Linked DNA regions of Sus scrofa: region 1 is linked to region 2. Evidence: chromatin contacts called from public Hi-C data. All regions are on one chromosome and are shown on one strand. The core of a region is the stretch at or near the end of the contact, and the rest is flanking DNA. Distances in the headings are between cores, read along the strand shown. Region 1 overlaps CACNA1I (voltage-dependent T-type calcium channel subunit alpha-1I). Region 2 overlaps FAM83F (protein FAM83F).

Evidence for each region. Hi-C and Micro-C count contacts between places; a contact is called where the count stands out from the background.
Region 1: a contact with region 2 is called in a Hi-C map of omental adipose tissue, with 2.4 times the contacts expected there. A contact is called at or near these places in 1 of 5 promoter capture datasets (liver), 27 of 47 Hi-C or Micro-C datasets (adipose tissue, alveolar macrophages, blood and 14 more) and 1 of 2 datasets of targeted methods (alveolar macrophages).

Annotation. Positions count from the first base shown.
Region 1 is chr5:8,655,175-8,662,132 of Sscrofa11.1, reverse strand. All of the region lies in intron 6 of CACNA1I (voltage-dependent T-type calcium channel subunit alpha-1I), which reads left to right. Among named protein-coding and RNA genes, the nearest start is that of CACNA1I, 44 kb to the left of the region's middle.
Region 2 is chr5:8,325,840-8,332,734 of Sscrofa11.1, reverse strand. It overlaps FAM83F (protein FAM83F), which reads left to right. Exons shown (of 5, transcript XM_005663777.2): 4 at 549-1,243. Among named protein-coding and RNA genes, the nearest start is that of TNRC6B, 18 kb to the right of the region's middle.

The DNA of each region.
Region 1 (6,958 bases), core at 4,368-6,867, 330 kb before region 2:
GGGAGGGCTCTGACCCCTCAGTCTCCTGCACGATCAGCACGGTCCCCACTCTCCCAATACCTACCTTGGGGCCTTGGGGGGCCCTGCCACTGCCCTGGCCAGTCCACCTCTCTGCAGCCATGTGCCCTGAGTGCCTGTGAGGCTGGCTGGACTCTGGACGTGCAGGGTGTGCGGTCGGCCTGGGCAGGTCAGTGGAGCGGGGGAGGCCCTGCTCCAGAGTATTTATGGACCAAGGTAACCTGGAGGACAGGCTGGCTCAGGATCAGCGAGGTACAGAGGGGGTCCTGGAGGGCTGGGTCTCAAGGTCACACATGCAAGGTCACCTCCCTGCACCTGAGCCTTGATGTGGTGGGAAACTCCCAGGGCCCCTGAGAGCTGCCGTGAAGGTCGGGGGGTGGGGGTGGGGGAGCGTTGAGAGGTGGGGGTGGGGGGTGAATGGCGAGAACCAAAACCGTGGGGGAGGGGGAGGAGCTGTTCAGCTGGACCACCTTTGCCCCCTCCCATTGTCCTGGGGAGACTCTCCCGGGGGCAGGGCGGGGATGTCTGGAGAGGCCATCCTAGGTGCCAGCTTCTCTCCGTCCTTCCCACTGTCCACCAAGCCTGGGAGACTCCTTAAAGATCACCTAGTTCGAGACCATCTTTACCCATTTATCAAATGAGGAGAATGAAACCAGAGACGGCCATGACCGGCCCAAGGTCACACAGCAGGTCGGTGGCAGGGACTAAACTGGAGCTGGTTTCTAACCAGCTCACCTCCCCCCAGGGGCACGTGTTCTCCTCCCTCATGCCCACCTCTTTCTCCTGGAAACCTGACCACGTGGTGGCTTTTGTTCCCTCAGGCGCCCGGAATCATTCCTGGCGTGTGGAAGGCACCCGGTGAACAGGTGTGAAGTGGATGCACTGGGCAGGTGTATAGAGCAGGTGTCCTGGGCCAGGGCTGCGGTGCCATCCGTGCTCAGAGGGCTGCCAGGCTCGTGGAGCACACAGGGGCGTGGGGAGGGGCAGGGTGGGGGGCGCTGGCGGTCTGAGGGGATGCCTGAGCTGAGACCCAGCAGAGTGGGTGGATTGACCAGGAAAGGGAGGGTTTTAGACACGCCTGGTAGAGTGAGGACTGTGAGGCAGGAGCTGGACAGAGTATCTTGGGTGAGCGATGGCCCAGCCGGGCGGGGCAGAGAGGAGCAGATAGACGGCAGGCCTGTCCCCATCCTGGAGGGTCACAGGGAAAGCCCAGCGTCCGGCCCAGGCACCCTCAGCAGGGAGGGCACCAGGCAGGGGCCCCATCTCTCCTGTGCACCCCCTCCAGGCTCCCCATTTCTGTCCCAGGGGAAGGCAGGGGCCACGCGGCCACTGTCAGGCTCCTGGCCATGCAGCCCGCAAGCCCTGTGGCCTTTCCACATGTGCTGGGGATACGTGTGCATGTGCTGGGGTCACACACGGGCCTTTGTAGGCCATCCTGCATCCTGCATCTCCCCTCAGGCCTTGAGATCGGACAGGCGTGGGAACAGCGATGTGACAGGACAGTTGAGAAGAGACAATCCGGGGGGGACACGATAGACACACAGGGTATGGGTCACTCTCTGTGGGTGGGTTTCTGTAGATCTGTGTGTGTGTGCGTGTGTGTGCGTGTGTGTACGGGTGAGGGTCTCTCTATCCATAGGAAAAATGGTGTGCACATGTGGAGGTGTGGACACACATGTGGGTTGTGTGCATGTGAGAAGTGTGTGCACAAGTGGGGGGGTGTGCATGTGTGTGGGTTGCATGCACGTGTGAGGGTTGTGTGCACATGAGAAGTGTGTGCATGTGTGTGGGTGTGTGCACGTGGAGATGTGTGCATGGGGGTTGTGGGCGCATGTGTCTCTCCCCTCGGCCCCCCCACCTCACTGTGCACGTGAGGAGCAGGGTAGGTGGCTCCTAGTTATGGGTGGGGTCACGTCCAAGCCCCCAGGGCCAGTCCATCCAGTCTTCTGGAGGAGCGCAGGGTTGGGCCCTGTGCTCCTGGAGTTGCCAGTTTCGGAGGCTGGGGGCCCAGAAGGCCCAGAGAGGAGTTCGGGTCTTCCCTCAGGGCCTCCTTCTGCTACGAGGCTTCGCCGGGAGGCCCAGGGCGGCCGAGGTGGGGAGTTCTGTTCCTGCTCTGAGCTGGTTCCGCCTCTCAGTGGCAAATGAATCTTGACTCTTGCTTTCTCAGAACCTGGCGAGGGGGAGTTGTTAGAAGCACGAACCCTCTAGGATCCAAAATATACACAGTGCGCCCTCTGGAAAGGGACCGTAAGAAGAACTCCTGTTCGTGAGCAGCTTGATTAATAGGAGCCTCAGGCTGTTGGAGCAGGTTCACGGATCCCGACCCTCATTTAAAGAAGGGATGGTTTCCTTCCCAGGGCCACACATTCTGCCCGGAGTCACCTGGGAAGGAGTGACGTGGGGTGGGGGAGGGGGACGGACTCTTAGAAATGTCTCTTTGAGAAATTTGATTGGTTGCCTCCTTTTTTTCTAGGTGTTATTCTTTTTTTTTTTTTTTTTTTTGTCTTTTTGCCATTTCTTGGGCCGCTCCCACGGTATATGGAGGTTCCCAGGCTAGGGGTCCCATCGGAGCTGTAGCCGCTGGCCTATGCCAAAGCCACAGCAACGCCAGATCCGAGCCGTGTCTGCAACCTACACCACAGCTCGCGGCAACGCCGGATCGTTAACCCACTGAGCAAGGGCAGGGACCAAACCCGCAACCTCATGGTTCCTAGTTGGATTGGTTAACCACTGCGCCACGACGGGAACTCCCCATTTATCTTTAGAGCTGTTTCTACCCTGGGACTTGTTCTTTTCAGCAATAGACTGTAGCTTTCACTTTGGCCACTAGATGGCAGGCTAGAGAATTGGGACCAGGCGAAGTCAAATTATGGGTTATTAATTGCAAAGGTGTGGAGAGTGGGGTGGCTGCCTGCAGGTTAAAAAGTAGTTTAAAAATACGATCAGCCAGGAAGACTCAGTTGTGTTGGCAGAGAATGTAAGTTCTGCTTCTTAGCTCTGCCGGGAGGCTGCTGTGTGACCTGGGAAGCCCTTTGGTGTCTCTGTGCCTCAGTTTCCCTACTTGCCCAAAGGAGGAGGAGGGACTGGTTCGATGCGTGGTTCTGACTTTTTCCAGGATGCATGGGGCACCTAGGAGTGGTGGTGTTCTTTACAGAAGCCCATAAAATATGTTCCTCCACCCTCGCCCCCTGTAGGTCTGTCCTGGCCACTTGACCACTGATGGGTAAGGGAAGCAGTGGGGAGAGGGTTGGGAAGAAGCTCCAGGCTGCCAGGCAGGAGACTGGGCTCTGGTTCCTTGCTGTGTGACCTTTTCTAAGTCACTATCCCTTTCTGGGCCTTGGCATGATGGGGTGGGATTGTCTCTGAAAGCGCCCCTTCCTGGCACCAGCTGACTCCAGGCCTCACCCAGCCTACACACCCCTCAGGCAGCTGCAGGGCCTTCCAAAAGCCATTGGCCAAGCCATTTGAAAATGAAGAGTGCTTTTTTTTTTTTTTCCCTCCAGTAAGAATCTAGGGCAGTTGCTGCTAAAGCCTGAGCCAGCTGAGTCTGAGCTGCTGGCCCACATCTGCACCTGGCCACGCACCCCCTGGCCCGGGCTGCAGAGGAGGTTGGGAGGGAGGCCTGGGGAGCTGGGTCGCTGCCAGGAAGGCCGAGCCTCGCCCAGGCCACTGCCCACCTTTAGAGCCCCGTCCATCCAGCTGACAGCCCCTGGGTCAGAGCTTTTTGCTCCTTTTCCCAACCTTCTTCCTTTCCTTTTAGTGCAAAGGTATCTCGGCTGCCCACTCCACCTGCAGGGAAGGACCCTTGCCCACATCCGAGGTCAAAGCAGAAAGGCCTCGTGGGCTGAAGTAATACTGTTCAGGCTCCTTGTCTCCCCACCTACCCCCAAGTTTGGTTCTGAATGCCTTTCACTGTCGGGGTACAGAGCTCTCGTGGTGCCAGGCCCTGTGCAGCCAGAGGGGGGCAGGTCAGGGCAGGAGGGAGGATAACACAGGGGTTGGTGCAGAGCGTGGATTCATGGCTCCGCCACCATTCTTGGAACTGTGTTAATTAGCTGTAGGACCCGGGGAAAGATTCTTCTCTTGCTTTGGACCCCTGTCTGCACAAGGGGGATGGCACGCACACCTCCACACGGGTTAGCCTGCAGCTCCGGGTGTAGAACAGGTGCCCTTGAACGGCCCCGCCCTGGCCTGCCTCGCAGAGGGCGGGTCCCAGCATCGGGGCTGCAGACTTTAGCGTCCAGATCAGTTAGACCAGGGTTTGTGCCTGGGATCTTGGCCAGTGGCTCCACCTCTCAGACCTCAGTTTCTGTCCATCCCACGGGGTCCCAGCCCTCCCTTGCCAGGCTGTGGGGCAGCAAGACATCCCCATGACCCCTGCTCCTAGAAGGGGCCCGTGAAGGTGCTGACCCTGTACACTGATCACGTGGGAGTCTCACGCTCTGCATCTGTTGGCAGAGGGGCCGGAGGACTTTCCACCTGCGCTTACACGATCTCAGCATCTTCACTGAGCACGCCTGTTGACTAAGGCTTGGGGTGCAGCTGAAGGCGGCTCTGGTCCCAAGAAGGACCTTGGACTTCAGACTATCTGTTCTTGGCACACACAAGGCCCACTCCCCCCCCACCCTGCCCCCAGCATGGAGGAAAGGTCTGGAAGCTCCCAGGGAAGGAAGGGAGGGAAGGCGGGTGGAGGGGAGGGGAGATACAGTGGAGGGGCCTGGTTTCCCCAGGCCTGCTGCCTTTCGGAAGGGATGGGGGCAGATGGGAGAACATCTGGCCAGAACATCTGATGAGAACTTGACCTGGGAACAGGACAGAGCAGCCGGGACTGAGAGAGAGGTGGGGTGGGGGTGGGGGGTGAAGCTAGTCGGGGAGGGAGTGATTCCTGGACGGGACGCCAGATCAGGGGAGGGAACCACTGTGTCTTCGTCCATTCATCCCAAGTAACATCCGCTGAGGGGCCATGGAGCCAGGCCTTTGGTCAGAGGTGGGGTCACAGGGAGGACTCAAGCCGGAGCTATGGGCCGGGGGGCACATGTGCTGTGATGGAGGTGTCAGGGGCCGGGGGGGACGGGCCACCACACATACTTTAAGGAGGCTGCACAGAGGAAGGGGGACAGGACATTTGAAAAATGCATAAGAGGGCAGCAGGGGCCACAGTGGGGGTGGGGACCTTCAGGGGGACAGGGCCAGGCCCACCCTGCAGGGTGTGAGCACTGACGGCCTTGGGAGGACACCAAGGCCTCCCCTGGGGTAGTGGGTGCGGGGTGCCAAGTCCTTGTCTGGGGATTGTTTCTTATCTCAGGGGTGGGCACTGAGGCTCCCCCCTTTAGCCCACAGGCCCCTCCCCGGCTGGGCTGGGGCCAGCAGCTGTGTCCTCAGCAGCCCGGAGGCGTGCAGCCTGGCCTGGCCTCCCAGCACCCACTGTGCCCTGATTAGTTGGCATCGGCCGTGGCAGGAGCAGCAGACGGCCTCTCCCGGCTACTCAGCGCCTTCCACTGACCTGGCCAGACCAGAGAGAGAGGGGAGCCCAGTGGCCAGCCACAGCCTCAGCGCCCCTTGCCTGGGGCCCGGCCCCCCTCCTTGGGCTGTGGGCTGTGCCCCTGGCAGAGGCTGGCGTGAGTCCGGCTCTTTCTACTTGAGCTGGCCTGGCAGAGCGGCCGTGCTAATCTGCGCTGACAGCTCCTGTCTGCAGAGAGCACCCTGGACCCCTGGGGAGCTGCCTCTTAGGAAATGCACCCCCATTTCCTGGGCCCCCTACTGCCATCCAGGGGCCCTGCCTGGCTGCTGCCCAGCTTCCCTTAGGGCAGAGGGTCTGGGCTGGGGGTCCCTGGTGAGAAGAGATGATAAGGTTGAGCAGCCCCATCAGTTTGCCCACCTGGCATCCATCTCCCCCAGCTCCTGGCTTTAAATGCCACCTAGAGATGAGTTCTACCTGATGCCACCCACATGACACTCCAGGCCATACTGCCCTCTCCTGAACCCCACACCTGAGCTTTTTTTTAAGGAAAATTTTAAATTATAGTTGATTTACCATGTTCTGTCGATTTCTGCTCTACAGCAAAGTGACCCAGTTATACATGTGTACACATTCTTTTTCTTCCATCGTCTTCCATCGTGTTCTATCACAAGCGATTGGATAGAGTTCCCTGTGCAGCACAGCAGGACCTCATTGTTCATCCATTTCGTCCCTGAGCTCTTACGAAGTGACTTCACACAGGCGACAGCAGGCACCCCTGGCTCCACACATCCCAGCGAGCCCCATCTCTGTGGGGGCTGCTCCAGGCCTCTGAGCTCTGGCCCCCACTTGGAGTTGCCCCGGCTCCTGTCTCCCACCCACAGCCACATCCCACCGCGGGTCCAACCTTCAAAACGTCTCTAGCACCCAGCCGAGACTCTGTCCGCTGCCCTCGTCATCTGGACCCAGCCAGATGTGCATTGTCAGGATGGCAGGTGACCGATGGCAGGGCCAGGCCAGGCGGGTCGGAGAGGAGCAGATGGACAGAAGCCCTGGTCCCCAGCCTGGAGGGTCCCGGGAAGCCCAGCATCTGGCCCTGACAACCTCCGAGAGGGCACTGGGCAGGGGCAGGATCTCACCTGGGCGCCCCCTCAGTGCTCCCCCTTTCTGTCCCAGGGAAGGCAGGGGCTGCCCCCCAGAGGCAGTCACCACACGGCCACTGTCAGGCTCCCGGCCATGCAGCCCCCAGGCTCGGCCCCCTTTCCAGAGATGTGTGTGTGTGTGTGTGTGCACACACACTGGGGTCACACATGGGCATTTGTACACTAGCCAGCAGGCTGTGTTCCCTAATGGGCCTCCGGCTCCGCCCTGGCCCACCGAGTCCACTTGGTCCTTTCGAACCTTCTTCCAACCACGCCTCTCCTCCTCCCACGACACTCGATGTGAGTAGAAGCCAGCGTCTCAGGCTCACCTGCCGGCCGC
Region 2 (6,895 bases), core at 2,420-4,919:
CAACTCTGTGACTTACGAGCCCACCTGACCAGGCACCCAGGGCAGAACCAGGTTTGAATCCAGGCCTGGCTGCTCTGGCCCTGCTCTGACTGCACCCACTGCCTGCTGTCTGCATTTGAGGCCAAGACCTGGACAAAGGGAGGGTCAGGGTCTGTGGAGGGCGGTCGCCCCAGGACGAGGGCAGCAAAGCGTCTGGCCTCGGTGGTGGACCGAGCTGGACAGGCAGCCCGGTGAGGAGATGGGTGTACCAAGGGGCTGCTGGCAGCTAGAGGCTGCAGGCCTGTGCACATGTATGTTTTTTGCTGTGTTTTTTTTTTTTTTTACTGTCACACTTACGGCAAATGGAAATTCCCTGGCTAGCTGCCAAATCAGAGCTATAGCTGAGGCCTGTGCCACAGCCATGGCCACACCAGATCCTTCATCCACTGAGCGAGGCCAGGGATCGAACTCGCATCCTCACAGACACTATGTCAGGTTCTTAACCCACTGAGCCACAGCGGGAACTTCCCAGGCACATGTGTCTTGCTTTTCTGTCCCCACCTTCCCAGCTTCACCTGGAGTTCCTCCCACGTGAATAGGAACCTCCTGCTTCTCCTGACGGGGCAGAACGTGGAGCCCTTTGATGTGGAGTTCCGGGAGCTGTACGCCATCTCCGAGGAGGTGAACTTGTACCAGAAGCTGGGCCTGGCGGGAGGCGCCGGCAGGCTCGGCCTCAACTACTCCTCCACCGTGGCTCGCAAGCTCATCAACCCCAAGTACGCCCTGGTGGCAGCCAGCCGCCAGCCCCCGGGAGAAATGATGCGCTCGGCTGCCCGGCAGCAGCGAGAGGTCTGCAGCCACCCAGAGGGGCAAGAGGAGGGCGGCAGGGGCAGCGAGTCAGCCCGGCGCCTGGAGAACTTCCTGCACGACCTGGTCACACTGCAGCAGGTGCTGCCCCCCGTGGAACCCGTGCCCTCGGGAGAGCTGACGAGGAAGGACAGCAGGGGGGTCTGCCACCTGCGCGCGGACCCAAAGCCCAAAGCCCCAGAGGCACTCGCCCGACATGGCAAGGGAGAAGCTGCCAACGGGGAGGCCACCCCGGCCAAGGAGGGCAGGCGCTTCAGCAGCAGGTTCTTCAGCCGACGGTCCAAGAAGACCGCAGCCCCCAACGGCACGGCCAGCGCCCTGCCCGCCGAGACCTTTGCCGAGGTGGATTTTCAGGTGGGGAAGAGGCCCAACGAGGGCTCCAGTGCGGATGTCTCAGGTGAGCCCCTCCCACCAGGCCCGGGCCCCCCAGGCCTCTGGCCCTGGCCGGGCATGTTGCTATATCTCAGAAAGGCAGCTTGCTGGCGGAGAGAGAGCAGGAGCTCTGGGCCAGATCGTCCTCCCTGCCCCTCTGCTCTGGCCTTTGACTGCTGGTGGCCTGGGACCAGCCCTGCAGGTCAGAGTTTCAGTTTCCTCTTCTCCAAAAGGGGAGAATGATGCCTGCTGTGTCCCGCTGTTCTGGGGGATATAACACGCTCAGAGCAGGGCTGGACGCAGAGGAGCCCGAAAGCTCTTGTCCCCACTAGAGGCTGGGCAAGGTTCTCCTTTGCAAATGAGGAAGCAGGGGCTCAGCGCAGGGGAGGGGCAGGCTCCGCCCCGCCTCTGAATCTGGGGTCATTCTAGCAAAGCCTGTTCCTTGCCAGATTAGTTGTCCTTGGGATTTGACCTGGTCACACACACCCTGCCAATGTCCTGACCCACTTTCCCCGTTTCTGTCGTGAATAGTTGAGGGGGCTCCCCGTGTTTATTTGCTAAGTGGTGGTTGCCACACCGCCTACTTCTGCGAAAGAGTTCCTGGTGGTGGTACAATCCCTGCTGTCTCTCTGGGATCCCCTAGAGGTCCTGCCTTTGTCTCTTTCTCTGGAACAGTCTCCAGAGTAGGCCTTTCTGGCTGGTGGTGACAGCCAGGGCCGTTGCTGGGACTTTTCTCAAGTCAGCATCTCTGAACTGAACCAGTTTCCAGGTTGGGATTTCTTCCTCCAGGGCTGGGGGGCTTTGCAGCAGTGCGTCTGGGCTCCCTGGCTGACCAGCAGTGATGGCGGGGCCTTGCCTTGGGCAGCCTGAGTGCTTCCAGGCCTTCTGTGTCCCCTAAAGCCCCAGCTCTGATCTGACGTGGCAGGAGTGCAAGGATCACAATTGTCTCTCCTCCACTGATTCCCCAGCCCTGCCATAGCACTTAGACTGAGTCTCTGAAAGTTAGGACAGGCCTGGATGCAGCAGGAGTGCCAGTGCTATAGCTGCTTTGGCCAGGAAGCATTTATTGAGCGCCACTGTGTGCAGGTCCTTTACGGCACGCTCTCTCTCTTCCTTAGCCCTCACATCACCCGTGGAGGTGGCAGATGGAATCTCAGAGAGGCGAATTAATAAAGTGGTCCCAGGACACAGTAAATGGTAGTGTCCTGTCAGGGAGGGAGGGTAGCCAGCCCGCCCCATTTCCCCACCCGCACCGCCCCCCCCGGGCTCCCTGGCTCCCCCAACACCAGATGCTGCTGCAGCGCTGCACCTCTTGTTTGGAGGAAGGGTTGCCATGGTGAACACCTGGCAGGGAAGGGGGGAGGGGTGAGCCCAACCACAAAAGGGGCTGCTGCCCAGGTCCTGACGGGAGGTGAAGTGGAAGCGTTCTCGTCCTCCCCCCCCACCTTGAGGTGCTGTTTCCATAGAAACAAAAAGGCATTGTTTTATCCCTTCCTGCTTCCTTTGGTGAGTCTCAGCATCAGGTTCCCCTGCTTGGGTGACTTGGATGGTCACTGACGCTGCTGCTGCCCTCTGAGTGTTCGCACAGGGTGCCCAGGAGCCAGTCAAGCAGAGAGGGGCCGTGCCCTGTGCAGGCGTCTCTCCTGAGTGCCTGGCGCCCAGAGGGAGACTGAAACGGAGAGAAAGGCGAGCGCCAGAGTGTGGCGGCAGCCAGCACATAGAGGGACGCCCCGCGAGATCGCCCTGTTCCTTCTCCATCCTTTAGGAGAAACACAGTGGCCTCAGGCCGCACAGCCTCTGTGCATCTGGATGGGCCTCCCACACCCAAGAGCCCGCAATTCAAGGCCCTAACGAGACCTTTCCTCTCCCTGCCACGTTCTTCGCTCAAAGGCAGGGCAAGAAGCAGAAGCCTCTTCCCCAAAGGCCCTCTGTGTGGCCTCCAGCCTCCCAAATGTCTGACTGCAGCTTAGTGCCTCCTCTCGGGCAGCAGGAGCTCATCAGTAGGATTCCATGCGCCAGAGGGTCAGGGTCCCGAGTGCACGGGGGTCCCCAAGGCTGGAACTAGCAATCCTAGTGCGCTTGGAACTGTCCCATGGCAGGAAGTCACTTTAGCCACCACCTTGGGGCCCCCACCCAGGGAGAGGATCCCCATCCTACAGTGAACATTCAGAGCATCGTCTGAACAGCCGTGGGATGGATCTCAGCTCCTGGTACCCCAGATACGTCTTTCTGTCTCCCCAGGGCTGTTTCCCAGTTGAGAAGAGGAGGGGTTGAGCCAGGGAGGGCTCCAGAGGTCCCTTAGAGCTTGAGCTCTGATTTTGACTTTGTCCTTGCTGTCTCTGCTGCCCTCTTGTCAAGCGAGAACCCGGGCCAATGACAGGGTAGGTGAAAGAGTGAAAAATAGAAAAGCCGAGAGCTGACAGCCTGTAAACTTGCTTGATAAGAAGTATATAGTTGTCAAACAGCACGTACATTTTTGCAAACACAAGTGTGGCCCTTGGGAGAACCTCCGGAAATCCTTTGCTTTAGGTCCGGCCATCCAGCCGCGGGCGGCCTGGTGGTTTGAAGGCCCACAGCCCCCTCTACTGGTGGAAGAGCCAAGCGCCCTTTCCTTCTGGTTTTTTCTTGCTCCTGTGCTTGGCGCCGTCAGCACCTTTCCTGAGCTGGCTACCCACACCCATCCTGGAGCTCAGGACTCTGGGGCAGTGATCCCAACCCCAGAGAAGAGCAGCCACGGCAGAGCCTTGTCAAAAGACAGTGAGGAGTCTCCTGCTGGACTGGGCTCAGGAATCTACATTTTAAACAAACACCCCAAGTGTTTTCAGAGCAGCATATTAGATGATGCTTGGACAAGGCTCCGCCCTGGAGGGGCCTGCCAGGTTGGGGGTGGAGGTTCCAGGTGATGTCCAGAAGCCCCTGCTGGTCCCCGAGGAAAACTCTCGGGATCCGGCCAATACGCTGGGGCCCCGTTAAGAGGAGGATGAAAGGCACAGGCCTTCCCTCAGTAGCAGTTGCTGGCCTGTGCTGGGCGGGCTCAGCGCTCAATCCTTTCACCCAGCGCTCACAGCCACCTTCCTGATGCCATCATTTTATAGATGAGACCTTAGCAGTAGAGAGAGACCAGCCCCTGTGCGCACCGCCACCAGTGGGAAAAGGGCAGTGTGGTCTCCTGCCTCCCAGGGCTTTGCCCAAAGCGAGGTGGTCTCTGGAATGTTACGGTGGGGACACTAACTGTTAGGAAGGCCCAGAAGCCTGGAACATGCCCGACCCTCCCCCGCTGTCCCACCCACGGAGAGGAGGAGGGGGTCGTTTCCGCCCCAGAGTGCCTCTGGGTCACCACTTTCCAAGGGCCCCTGAGCCCATGCTTAGCTCCCAGTGTTTTCCAAGGTGACTGCAGCCACAGGTGCCTTTCCAGAACTCTCCCAGAATCCCCCAATTTCTGCGTGGATGGGCCACCCTGGCTGCAGGGCGGCTGCTGGGCTCCTGGCTCTGGGAGCTTCAGACTTGCCTGTGTCATCCCAGTAGTGGAGGTCTCAGGACTGTCCTGGAAATCTGGGTCCCTGTCTGGGACGGACAGCTGGGGAGGGGCTTCTGGGTTCAGAGCTTCACAAGGGACTCCTCCAGTTGCAGGGGGAGCCTCCGCAATAGCTGTCTTGTCCAGAGCAAGTTTCACAGTTCAGTGTCGCTCCTGAGGTCAGGCCCCCACTGCTGTGCTCGGGCTGCACTGACTCCACGAGCCTGAGCACCATCACCAGCCAAGATCTTGGTCACACAGCACAGATGAGGGGAGCTGAGTGAGCATCCGAGGGACTGATCCCGCTCGGCTCTAGAGAAGAGGCAGGCGGTCCTACTCAAAGTGGCAGATGTCAAAATCCCCTGCCCTGCTGGTGTCTCTTGGGCCCCCCCCAGGGCTTCCATCACCCTCTGGGTGAGTGAGGGCGTGGATGTTACCCAATCAACATCCACTGATGCCCAGTCGTTGGTATTGGTATGAAACCTTAAGTGGCTTGTTGCCGCCTGATCATTCATTTCTTTCAACAAATATGCATCTGCACAGTGTCCGCTGTGCCAAGCACCACGCTGAGTTCCTGGGGCAGCGGGGAACAAAGTGAGCCAGCCCCTGCCCCTGTGGAGTGAATACCCTGCTGGGGGCGGGTGGGGGGGGGTAATGACCCTTTCCTACAGAGGGATGGAGGGAAGGCCTCTGACAAAGGGGCATTTGAACAGAGACTTGAATGAGGGGAGGGAGAGAACCATGTGGACATCCAGGGGAAGAATCTTCTAGAAAAGGGGAGTGCGAGGTCCTGAAACCTGTAGGGAGGCGGAGCCCACTGTCCTTGTCATGGCCGTCCATACCAGTGTCCCCACACCTCCTTCCGCCCTGACCCAGATCAGCCAGGTCCTGACCCCCAGCGGGTCCTGAGGCTCCCGCCCTTCCGGCAGGCCCCCTCTCCTCCACTTCCCGCCCTACGTCCAGTCTCACCTCACTGGTTTGTTGCTCGACTCTCTCTTGTGAGCCTCTTTTGGGCCACCCGTGCCACACATACTTTGTCAAAAAAGACATCTGGGGCTGCTGTCATATTCTCCTCTGTTAACCTGAGCAGGTGTGACCAGCCTCAGCATCTGCTGCGGGCGCCCACATGGTGCTCCCAGGCAGGGTCCGAGGAGGAAGGGTGGAGTGCGAGGGCTTGGTCCTCAGCCCGGCCTCCCCCCAGAGCTGTGGAGGTGCATCCTGAGCAGGAAGCTCCTCTCCAGGCTCCCGTCCGGCCTCGTTGACGATGGGAGCGTGTGAAGCACGCCCTACCTCTCAGGAAGCGGCTCCCCAGGTCCGGCCGCCCCAGCCCCGGCCACGTTCCTCCCCAGCTTTAGGAGCCCAGACCGATTTCCTTACCTGCCTCTGGGAGGACTCAGCATCTGCTCGTAAGCCCAGGCAGTGAACAAGCTGCTGAGGAGAGGAAGCGGCACAGGGCCTGTCCTCTGGCAGCAAGGGGGCTGGCATGCCATCAGCAGAGCTGCACCAGGGGTGGCCTCAGCACGACCCAAGCTCCTGGGCCCTTAGAGCCCTGGAGGAGTGGGACACAGTCGCCACAGCCCCTCCCTCCTTCTCAAAGCTCCAGGAGGCTCTGGTCTCCATCAGCGCGTCCCTGCACAGGGGCGGTTAATGGTGCAGCCCGCCCAGGAAGGGCTCTTTGCAGGCCTGTTCAGCGCCTAACAGCCCAGGAGAGGAGGTGGGCGCCACCTTAATTAAATTCACAGCCAAGGTGATACAGGAAGGCAGTCTGAGATGACTCTGGAGTGGGGAGGAACTGGCAGCAAAGAAGCCAGCAGTGTCGCCTCGGAGACAGGCGGCCAGCGCCCCAGGAGCATGTGGACCCTCAGCCTCGCAGCCCCCTTCCCTCCACAGGTCCCAGGGCAGGAGTCCAGGGGGCCTCTGCTGAGGATTGTAAATGGAAGGGCCTGGGAAGAGGAGAGCCGGCCTCTCGCCCCGCCTTTCCTCCCAATGACGTGTGTCCTCTGCATCCTCCGCCTTAACGCTACATCCCCTAAGCGTGCCGTCTGCGCCCCGGGGCCTGGCTCTCCATCTTGTCCTCTTCCACTGGGTGGCCTGACTAGTGGAGCAGCTGAGACAGGACCTGGCCCTGAGAACTGGGGGACCCACCGCCCGGGCTGGAAGCCG